Linked DNA regions of Ovis aries: region 1 is linked to region 2. Evidence: chromatin contacts called from public Hi-C data. All regions are on one chromosome and are shown on one strand. Each heading gives the region's core, a stretch centred on a gene start, on an enhancer-like site or on the middle of the called end of the contact. The rest is flanking DNA. Distances are from core to core; before and after follow the strand shown. Region 1 overlaps FNDC3B (fibronectin type III domain containing 3B). Region 2 has its middle 84 kb from the start of TRNAC-ACA.

Region 1 (5,726 bases), core at 105-2,604, 280 kb before region 2:
TGACACCTGCCTCACCACTACTCTAATGATCCCTGTAACTAGTACTTTGTTTTTTAAAGTGATATACATGGCGGGGACGGTGGGGAGAGTTAACAGCAACTTTTACAAACAGTCTGTGCAGGTGTGTGGCTTGCTTTTTATTCTGTGCCATGATAGCCACCTGGAATGTTTTATTTTCACATCAGTTGGGCCCTACCCTATTTTAAGCCAAAAAAACTCATAATACTCTGAGATGGGCACAGCTGTTCTTAACGTAAAATCATATTCTATGCTAAAAATCAGACCTTTGAGAGAAGTCATGTATATTCAGTGTCTCATTGTGAAAAACTAAATATATTTTGAAGTTTTGTGGCTCTCTTGACCACTGTGGCTGATTAAAAGTAGATGCCATTCTGCACGTAAAGTCAGCGGTGTGGTAGCGCATGACATCAGCGATTAATTCAGTCTACTCTCTAGTCCTTGTTCCTAGTTGCCTTTGCAGTGCAGGTCATCTAATCAGTTATGTCAGAATGACTATCTTTATTATTCCCCCTTGTTCCTATATGGCCCTTGTGCATGTGACTTCATTGTAGAAAGAAAGTGAAGTCACTCAGTCGTGTCCAGCTCTTTGCAACCCCATGGACCGTAGCCTGCCAGGCTCCTCCATCCATGGAATTTTCCAAGCAAGAGTACTGGAGTGAGTTGCCATTTCTTTCGCCGGACTTTATTGTAAATCTGGCCTAATAAGCAGCTGATAGTATTTGTGGAAGTTAGTAACTATCGTGTGTGTATATATGTCGCTCAGTCATGTCTGAATGTTTGCAACCCCATGGACTGTAGCCCACCAGGCTCCTCTGTCCATGGGATTCTCCAGGAATTGCCGTTTCCTTCTCCAAGTAACTGTTGTGGAAGAGGGTAAAAGTATTTTCCCTAAAACAATTGCATGGAGTAAAACGCTCCTTTCAAATAGTCTGCTGGGAACATAGTGTTAGTGGGAGCAAAGCAAGGAGTAATAAATGTCCTAGGTGGTTGAAGCACCACCCCCCACACACAATGCTCTTCGCCTGGTGGCATCAGCCTCACCCCATCCCCTCAGTGGCCCTGCTTGCTTTCTTTAATCCCCAGAAGTGGTTAGATAACCTGGGTCATACTGAGTATTTCATCTTTAAAGTCACTGTCTTCGGTATTTTTGTCTTAAGTGGGGCTCCATGGAAACAGCAGGCCTTTCCTCAAAGGACTTGGTCTATATGGCTGGGATGGGGTCGGGGTAGTTTACTTGCTGTGACCTCCAGGCAGATAAGAACCAGGAGAAACTCTTCAGTGGTGCCCTGGGCTGACCAGGAACCTTATGGCTGAGCCTGCTTCCCCCTGCCCAGCTGGCCCCAGTTGGCTTCTCACTTGCCAGCTTGCTCAATACCATCTCCTGCTACGGGGCCAACTACAGATTTCATGTGCTTTCCAGCATCTAAACCTCCACACTCAGCAAATGTGATCATGGTAATATTAAGTATTATAACCAGCAGTGCTAAGTATTAAAAATGCCTTCATGTTATTTTAGTATTTCATTTTGTAAAGGAAATGGAAAGAGAGCCCTGTGACTGTTTAAAAAAGAAGAAAAGAATAGGAGATGCTGGTTTTCACAGAAACCACTTAGAGCTTTTTCTTATCAGGAATGGTTGGTACTATTACATTTTTACAAAAGGCATGAACTCACACATGGTCTTATTTTGCAGCGAGTCAGTGGGAAGTGGCCTACAGTGGGTCGGCTACAGAGTACACTTTCACCCACTTGAAACCAGGCACTTTGTACAAACTCCGAGCATGCTGCATAAGTACTGGTGGACACAGTCAGGTTGGTTTTGTTTTGGTGTAAAAGTAAACATCTTTGGTCAAATTCAGACAGCCTATCTGTAACATCAGAGTAAATTTCTGTTAAAAAATAAATCTTGGTACTACAGCCTGCCATGGTATCACATCAGAGTTTTCTGAATTGTGCTTTAGAGGGTATAGAAAGATAGACCCAGATGATTCTCAACTGAATTGTGCTGCTTTCCAAGACTTGGGCATGACCACATCACAGTTGAAAATTGAAGGTGGTCTGCAATTTGCAATGGCTAACAAATACGGGGCTGAACCTCAGTTATCACAATGGTAGAAAAGCTTAGACTTTAGAGCAAAAAGATGCAACCTCCAGCTCAGCTTTGCTGTTACTTTGGCAGTTTTGTAAGAATGTGAGACACACCTTCCTCTTGATACTTTGCTGCCATCTGCTGGAAAATGCTTGTAAAGCCACATATACCTAGGATAACTGAGCTGAATTGCATCTCCTGAGATTGCGCAGTGCCCAGCCTATACATCTGTAGGTAGTACCAGTTCTCTTGTTGTCTGCCTTTTTAAAAAATTGAAGTATAATTGTCTTACAATATTATATAAGTTTCCTGTCCCAACACAGTGAGTTAATATTTTATACATCACAGAATGACCACCACCATTGTCTACAATTTATATGGCCTTAGACCAGCCGTTCAACATGTCAGGAAACTTGGTTTCGACTTCACAGTGTTCTCATGCGCTCAAAACAAGCACACATGAAGTGTTCAGGAAATGAGATCGTTGTCCAAATGACGAACGCTTAGACAGTGAGTGAGAGGCGATACGGTAAAAATATGGTAAAAACCATTTTCATCATAGAGATATTTAGCATCGTGGTTTGGAAATCAGTAGTGCTGAGAGAGAGCGTGCACAGAAGATGGCTTAGAGCCCTGTACTGGGTTGACTTTTCAAGAGAACACCTGCCAGTAGGTGCCAAGTTTTGCCAGTCAACCCACCTCTGACACTGTCATATGTTTATTTTCTTTTTCCCCCAAGGATAGCAGTATTGTGAAGTCTAGACTGTATATTTAGACAGAATTCTCAGGTTTAAAAAAAGGGTCCAGCTCAACGACATTTATACAGTGTCTCTGAGGGTGAACCAGGTTGACCTCAAAGTCACAGGTGATTGGTGAGCTTCTCTTACCCGTGAGGTGCTGCACAAGTCTGCACAGAGGCAGCGGTGCCCCTTGAATGTATAAACACATCTCCTCTGTACCGCATTTCCTCGAGGAGGATGAGGTTGGTTGAGCTGTATGTCTCTACCATGTTCCTCATATCTCAAAAAGGTGTCAGCTTCCATACCACCAGCCTTACACAACCAGACCCTGCAAAAAAGAAGCCCTGATGATTTTAACGTTAGCAGAACCTGCTGGTTAATGTCACACTCAGCTGACTTTATTTGCTTTTCTGCTCTGTATGTGGATGATGGGCCATTTATGGCACTGTTTACAAACCTCATCCAGCTGTTGTTTTGTGTTCTCCTCTGTCCTCAGGAAGGGTCTGATTTTTAGTTTAAAGGGAGGTAACTGTGTGCTTGGGATACACAACAGTCAAAATGTCAGTCTGCAGATCTGACACCATAAATAATTATTTTTACCAGTGCCGTATGCATATGTCCATACTCAAAACATACACAAATATACACGTGCACTACACACTTAGAGACGAAGATCTTACTGCGTAAGAAGTGTACACATCCAATGTGTAACCCCCTCCTTGGCAGCGTGTGCTGGTATGGAGTGGAATTTACCTGGTATGTAGAGCTCTAAAAAATGCATAGTAACTAAGAGACGGTTCTCTTTGGTGTTTCTCCTGCAGTGTTCTGAAAGTCTCCCCGTTCGCACACTAAGCATTGCACCAGGTCAGTGTCGCCCACCGAGGGTTTTGGGTAGACCAAAGCACAAAGAAGTCCACTTAGAGTGGGGTGAGTGACCACATCTTCACGTCGCCAGTTTGGACAATTGGAGGTTGAGTTTAAGACTTACAGCTTTGTAATTAAGTTTCAGGTCTTTCTTCTGAAAACCAGATTTGTGTCTATTGAAAATGTCCACATTCTGTTTAATGTACGTGGGCTTGGGTTTGTGAACGCCCAGCCCTATGGCCCATCCTCCTGTTCCTGATGGTGCCGCAGGTGCTATTCACCCCCTGCCCTCAGAGGGTACTGTTCTAGAAAATGTTTCAGAGCAGGAATTCCCCAACTTTATTCATAAAATAAAAGTTGTGCTTAATAAAGAGGTTAAACCAAGAAACTCTTCATTAGGTAGCATATGTATCCTCCTCACCTTTACCACCCTGTCGTGTGTGGGTCCTGGTGTTTTACAGTCTCAGCTCAAGCTATGTTAGCATTTCCTGTCATATTAATGATTCACAGCATGTAAAATTGCAAATATAAACTTGCAGAACTCTGTTAGACTATTGTTCCCCATCACTTAATATCTAAATTAAGATGTTATGCCAGTTTGGGGTTCTCTAACTTGATTTAATATGTCCTTTGGTTTCAGGTTAAAAAGATTTTTCTCCCCTCTAATTCTTGTCTTTACCTTGCATTAGAATGTAAAGGAATTGCCTAAAAGTTCTATGGTTTTGGAATCATTTTGTTCATATCATTAAATGTGCTTGCTTTGAAAAGTATGGATAACATCATTAAGAAACTTTCTTTTGTATCTCTTTCTCTTTTTGAAGTGGGGGTTCTTTTGTAAATATCAAGGACAGGCTACCTACATGATATTTTGCAAACATCATAGAATGTAAGGTGTGATAGGGCCAACCAGAAATAATAAAAATGTTCTAAGATGAACAGCGTTCTCCATTCGCAGACGTTCCTGCCTCTGAAAGTGGCTGTGAGGTCTCGGAGTACAGCGTGGAGATGACAGAACCGGAGGATGTAGCTTCGGAGGTGTACCATGGGCCGGAGCTTGAGTGCACCGTGGGTAACCTGCTTCCAGGAACTGTGTATCGCTTCAGGGTGCGGGCTCTGAATGACGGAGGGGTGAGTACTTATCACGACAAAAGCATGAGGTCCTGGCACTTCCATTTCCACCCTCCTAAAATTCCTCATCTGTATCTGTCCAACGATGACAGCCATTAAAGAACTGTACGTAAAACCTTATTTCTGAAGAAACCCTGCTTTGGTTTCACGTAGACCCAGCATTGGAAATTTTGATTCTTTTGTCCTCCTGTTAAGACAGAGCTCAAAGTTAATAAGGACTTTGCCGTTTAGATGCCTTTTGGTGGTTTCTTAAAATAATTTCCTAGATAAATCACTTATGAGAAGTTAGAACTACATAATATTCCTTTACCATGTTGTCTAAATTACTCAGCAGTGTCTTAGGTGAGTTTTTAAAACTCCACTGGGGTATAGGCTAGGGAGACCAGCTTATTTGTTTTTTTTTTTTTAATTTCATAGAACTCTCTGGTCCTTTCTAGTACTCCATTTGAAGTTGTTGAGGTGGGCTATTCAAGATTGAAAGGGTCTGACTATATGCACGAAGGTGACTGGATTTTTTAATTGCAGAGTGATGTGGATTCATAGTGAGAATAAAGTGACCCAGAAACTATAGGGCTTTTTGGTGTGTCACAGATGGGCAGAAATGTAAAAGAAGGTGGAAGGGTGTGGGTAGGGCAAACTGCTGCTAACGCCCTACAGAGAGCCAATGAAGTGTATAAATGCATTCTGTACAAATAAATAGATGTAATTAATCAATGAGATTTTTGTAAGAAAGAAAGCCAAACGGACAGTGACAGGAAGTTGGCAATGACTTTTCTAGTTCTTGGTGTTCATTCATGCCTTTCAGAAGTGAAGTGTTTTTGTCTTTAGTCCATTTTGAGTTAGCCAGGCCTTAGTTTGAAAACATTTGGTCTGAAGTAGGATCACA
Region 2 (5,550 bases), core at 1,232-3,731:
ATCTTTTCTTTCTTTTTTAAAACAATTTTATTTCTTTATGGACTGTGCTGAGTCTTTGACGGTGCTTGGGCTTTCCCCTAGTTGCAGTGAGCAGGGGCTACGCTCTAGCTGTGGTGTGCAGGTGTCTCATCATGATGGCTTCTCTTGTTGAGGAGCACGGGCTCTAGGCATGTGGGCTACAGTAGCTGCAGCACCCAGGCTCAGTAGTTGTGACACACAGGCTTAGATGCTCTGCAGCATGTGGGAGCGTCCCTGACCCGGGAACAAACCCATGGCCCCTGCATTGGCAGGCAGATTCTTAACCACTAGACCACCATGGAAGCCCCAGGATGAGCTAAATCTTGACAGGCAAAGCATTCAGTTAAAAGGATTTGGTTTTGTTTGTTTCTTTTGTTTTGCACTTGCTAGGGTAGAATGAGGGAAGAATTAGTCAATCAATTCCTTTCCTAGGTCCAGCTGCCTCTCTCTCATTCACCTTTGGTAAGGCTTCTCAGTCTCACTCATGAACTTCTTGCCACACAATAGTATGAAAGGAAAGTAAGCTTCAGTCCAAAATATCCCAGTGGATTTTTCTTTAGCACTGGAATCTCTACCGAATAACTTTTCTTAAAACTTTTGCCTTTCCTAGGTAAAGACGCCTGGTAGAAAGATGGGCAGGGGTCCAGAGGCCAGAGATAGGTTGTTTGGTTCCCTTTTCTGTCCACCAAATCTAGGCACCATGGGAACACAGTTCTGAGCTATAAAATGTGCGTATGCTGATGTGCACCGAAGCAGAGTTTCAGTCCCGAGAAAACTTTCTCCCCACGTCCCTGAGGACGTGATTGTCATGCTGATTTTGTTATAAACACAGCAGAGACCAAGAAATAATCCATTGTTTCTCCTTAAAATTATGAAAATTCTAGAATTCAACCCAGACAAATCCACACTAAGTCACCTAAGGCAATCAACTTATGAGTCTGTGTGTTGGAAGTTTCCCCTCAAGTGTCAGTCTAACAGGCAGGTGTTCCTGTCTGTTCAAACTCAGCCAAATTCCCTGAGTGACCTTTAAGAAATCTCAGTTTTGATTTCTCCTCCCTTCTTCCCTCCCTTTGTCCTGCCTTCCCTCCCTCCCAAAGACAGTGCTGCTAAGTCACTTCAGTCGTGTTCGATTCTGTGTGACCCCATGGATGGCAGCCCACCAGGCTCCCCTGTCCCTGGGATTCTCCAGGCAAGAACACTGGAATGGGTTGCCATTTCCTTCTCCAATGCATGAAAGTGAGAAGTGAAAGTGAAGTCGCTCAGTCGTGTCCGACTCTAGCGACCCCATGGACTGCAGCCTATCAGGCTCCCTCGTCCATGTGATTTTCCAGGCAAGAGTACTGGAGTGGGGTGCCATTGCCTTCTCCACCAAAGACAATGCAGGCAGGAAAATAAGAGCAGTAATTATACTTTGAGTTCTCCAGAGGTAAATAAATATTATTACTTTAGCAATTAGTTATCAAGATATAGATAGATATTACATAGGGTATATATTCATGTATATAGTAAATGAATATATATATATATATACATATATATAGTTTACATGTATGTATCCTGAAAGCTGTAGAAATAGGTTGTCTATTTTATGGTTCTTTTAGATGAGAACAGTATTTTCCCTTTACACTTTATTCCTCAGGTAAAGAGAACATGTGGGTCATAAATTCAGCTAAGCTGGTACAGTCGTCTAGAAACTGCTCCCTTGGTGGCTAACACACTACTTGCCTGATTAACCACTTCCTGGTGACTCAGATGGTAATCCACCTGCAGAGCAGGAGACCCTGGTTTGATCCCTGGGTTGGGAAGATCCCCTGGAAAGAGAAATGGCTACCCACACTCCAGTGTTCTTGCCTGGAGGAGTCCATGGACAGAGGAGCTTGGTGGGCTACTGTTGGAAAGTTAATCTGGACTTTGCCAAGGACAGGGTGGAGTTCTTAGATAAGTTTTGAACTGAGTCCAAGATTTTATGAGACTGCACATTTCTTTTCAACTTAAAAAAAAAAATCTTTCCCTGGATGGAGAGAAAATCCTTATAAACATGACAGAGAAGGGAAAAGGAATAATAACTTTTAAAAACTAGTTTTAGAAGTAGGTGAGCTCAGAATGTGTATTTAGAATTTTCTGGTAGTTTGCTTTTACTTCAAGTTGCTGCTTCCTCTCACAGGCTGAAGTGTAAAACTGTTGGTTTGTGATTTTGCCCCGCCCTGCAATTTGGGGGCACCAAATTTGACCCTGATGCTTCTTTGTGTCACTACAAGATATAGTGAGAGGGGGAGGAAGTGTGCACTGATCAGGCTTATTAGAATAAATCTTACAGATCTGTAGAGCCTAGAGTTCTATGAGAAATAAGGGATAAACAGGGTTTATAAATCCTGGTGTATGCCTTCCCTTGACAAGAATGGAAACTGAGAACTTAGATTAAGAAATAGAAAGTAAAACTGACAAAGCTATTTGAAATAAAACAACTCCGGGGTTGACTTTCACAGCATCTATGCCCTCTGTTGGCTTCCCAGGATAGTACACTGGGTGGGACAGGAACTTTGAGATGTCCTTTTGCTGGTTTTCTTTCTGATACAGAATTCAAATGCTAGAACCTTCTTGAGCCTCAGGGTGGGGCAGGGGAAGTGGAAATGTGACCTTGATACCTCCCTCTTGCAGAGATAGTGTGCACCCTTCTAGGAGGGAGACTTCAAAAAAATGTCACAATAGAAGGCCATGTATTCAGTGAAGGTGTTACTTAGAGGTTCAGTTCAGTTCAGTCGCTCAGTTGTGTCCGACTCTTTGCGACCTCATGAATCGCAGCATGCCAGGCCTCCCTGTCCATCACCAACTCCCAGAGTTCACTCAGACTCATGTCCATCGAGTCCGTGATGCCATCCAGCCATCTCATCCTCTGTCGTCCCCTTCTCCTCCTGCCCCCAATCCCTCCCAGCATCAGAGTCATTTCCAATGAGTCAACTCTTCGCATGAGGTGGCCAAAGTACTGGAGCTTCAGCTTTAGCATTATTCCTTCCAAAGAAATCCCAGGGCTGATCTCCTTCAGAATGGACTGGTTGGATCTCCTTGCAGTCCAAGGGACTCTCAAGAGTCTTCTCCAACACCACAGTTCAAAAGCATCAATTCTTCGGTGCTCAGCCTTCTTCACAGTCCAACTCTCACATCCATACATGACCACTAGAAAAACCACAGCCTTGACTAGATGGGACCTTAGTCGGCAAAGTAATGTGTCTGCTTTTGAATATACTATCTAGGTTGGTCATAACTTTTCTTCCAAGGAGTAAGCGTCTTTTAATTTCATGGCTGCAGTCCCCATCTGCAGTGATTTTGGAGCCCCCCAAAATAAAGTCAGCCACTGTTTCCACTGTTTCCCCATCTATTTCCCATGAAGTGATGGGACCAGATGCCATGATCTTCGTTTTCTGAATGTTGACCTTTAGGCCAACTTTTTCGCTCTCCTCTTTCACTTTCATCAAGAGGCTTTTAGCTCCTCTTCACTTTCTGCCATAAGGGTGGTGTCATCTGCATATCTGAGGTTATTGATATTTCTCCCAGCAATCTTGATTCTAGCTTGTGTTTCTTCCAATCCAGCACTTCTCATGATGTACTCTGCATAGAAGTTAAATAAGCAGGGTGACAACATACAGCCTTGATGTACTCCTTTTCCTATTTGGAACCAGTCTGTTGTTCCATGTCCAGTTCTAACTGTTGCTCCTGACCTGCATACAGATTTCTCAAGAGGCAGGTTAGGTGGTCTGGTATTCCCATCTCTTTCAGAATTTTCCAGTTTCTTGTGATCCACACAGTCAAAAGCTTTGGCATAGTCAATAAAGCAGAAATAGATGTTTTTCTGGAACTTGCTTGCTTTTTCCATGATCCAGCGGATGTTGGCAATTTGATCTCTGGTTCCCCTGCCTTTTCTAAATCCAGCTTGAACATCAGGGAGTTCACAGTTCATGTATTGCTGAAGCCTGGCTTGGAGAATTTTGAGCATTACTTTACTAGCATGTGAGTTGAGTGCAATTGTGCAGCAGTTTGAGCATTTTTTTGCATTGCCTTTCTTTGGGATTGGAATGAAAATTGACCTTTTCCAGTCCTGTGGCCACTGCTGAGTTTTCCCAATTTGCTGGCATATTGAGTGCAGCACTTTCACGGCATCATCTTTCAGGATTTGAAACAGCTCAACTGGAATGCCATCACCTCAACTAGCTTTGTTCGTAGTGATGCTTTCTAAGGCCCACTTGACTTCACATTCCAAGATGTCTGGCTCTAGATTAGCGATCACATCATCATGATTATCTGGGTCGTGAAGATCTTTTTTGTATAGTTCTTCTGTGTATTCTTGCCACCTCTTCTTAATATCTTCTGCTTCTGTTAGGTCCATACCATTTCTGTCCTTATTGAGCCCATCTTTGCATGAAAGGTTAGACATGGTCAATAAACTTGTAACTTCCCCCACCTCTTTTCATCCTTGGAGACAGCTGTAAAGAGAAAAGGATACTGCACTTTCCTAAGTCTAAAGTTGTCCATTCCAGTTACAGCACTGTAAATAAATTGTATCTCCTCTAAACTTCTTCACAGAGACCAGAGTTACAAGAAACACTCCTCATCTAAAGATAAAAGGTAGCAGCAAAAGATCAAGCTGAGTTAATCCTCTTATAATAAGGAGCAAATTTCAAAGTATATAATAAAAATAATTACCTTAAAGTCAACAGAGTATATGATTATTTGCAACAATGTGGTAATTGTTAGTCCAAAGAATGTTAGGGGGCTGATGTGGCTTAGAGAGAGAGGACACATTTTCTTGGACAAAATTGTAGAATGGCACAATGCAATATCCTTTAGTTCATGTTACCCTGTGCAACACTATCAAAAGGGATCATTATTCCAAAATAATTTAAAAATCAAGATTTTTTTAAAACCAATGGTTTTAATCAATCTTCCAAAGAGATTTTTAAAACTCTTTGGTATTTAAGACAGTACCTTTTGGAATCACTTATTGTGTCATCATCCTTACCCATTTTCTCTTATTTTATTCTTCAGTTTTTACCTATCAGTACACACAGCCAAAGTCGTGTTTGACTCTTTATGACCCCCTGGACTATAGCCTGCCAGGCTCTTCTGTCCACGGGATTCTCCAGGCAAGAATACTGGAGTGGGTTGCCATTCCCTTCTTCAGAGGATCTGCCCAATCCAGGGACTGAACCCAGGTCTCCTGCATTTCAGGCAGATTCTTTACCATCTGAGCCACTGGGAAAGCCCCATTTTTACCTAGCCTTTTAAAAATACATATTTATTTATTTTTGGCATGTTAGGTCTTTGTTGCTGCAAGGGCTTTTCTCTAGCTGCGTTGAGCAGGGGCTACTCTTTAGCTGTGGTGTGGGCTTCCCATTGAGGCGGCTTCTCTTGTTGCGGAGCATGGGTTCTAGCATGTGGGCTTCATTAATTGCAGCTCAAGGGCTCAGTAGCTGGGGCTCCTGGGCTCTAGAGCACAGGCTCAATAGTTGTGGCTCACAGGCTTAGTTGTTCAGTGGC

Evidence for each region. Hi-C and Micro-C count contacts between places; a contact is called where the count stands out from the background.
Region 1: a contact with region 2 is called in a Hi-C map of liver, with 3 times the contacts expected there. The contact joins two enhancer-like sites. A contact is called at or near these places in 3 of 16 Hi-C or Micro-C datasets (blood and liver).

Annotation. Positions count from the first base shown.
Region 1 is chr1:215,867,764-215,873,489 of ARS-UI_Ramb_v3.0, reverse strand. It overlaps FNDC3B (fibronectin type III domain containing 3B), which reads left to right. Exons shown (of 26, transcript XM_015092550.4): 17 at 1,713-1,831; 18 at 3,670-3,775; 19 at 4,668-4,840. Among named protein-coding and RNA genes, the nearest start is that of GHSR, 140 kb to the right of the region's middle. Within about 2 kb of position 1,354, at least 3 of the 54 cell types and tissues checked have an H3K27ac peak or open chromatin away from gene starts, as enhancers often do. A contact at or near this core is called in liver, where this site is marked.
Region 2 is chr1:215,585,467-215,591,016 of ARS-UI_Ramb_v3.0, reverse strand. No RefSeq gene overlaps it. Among named protein-coding and RNA genes, the nearest start is that of TRNAC-ACA, 84 kb to the right of the region's middle. Within about 2 kb of position 2,481, at least 12 of the 54 cell types and tissues checked have an H3K27ac peak or open chromatin away from gene starts, as enhancers often do. A contact at or near this core is called in liver, where this site is marked.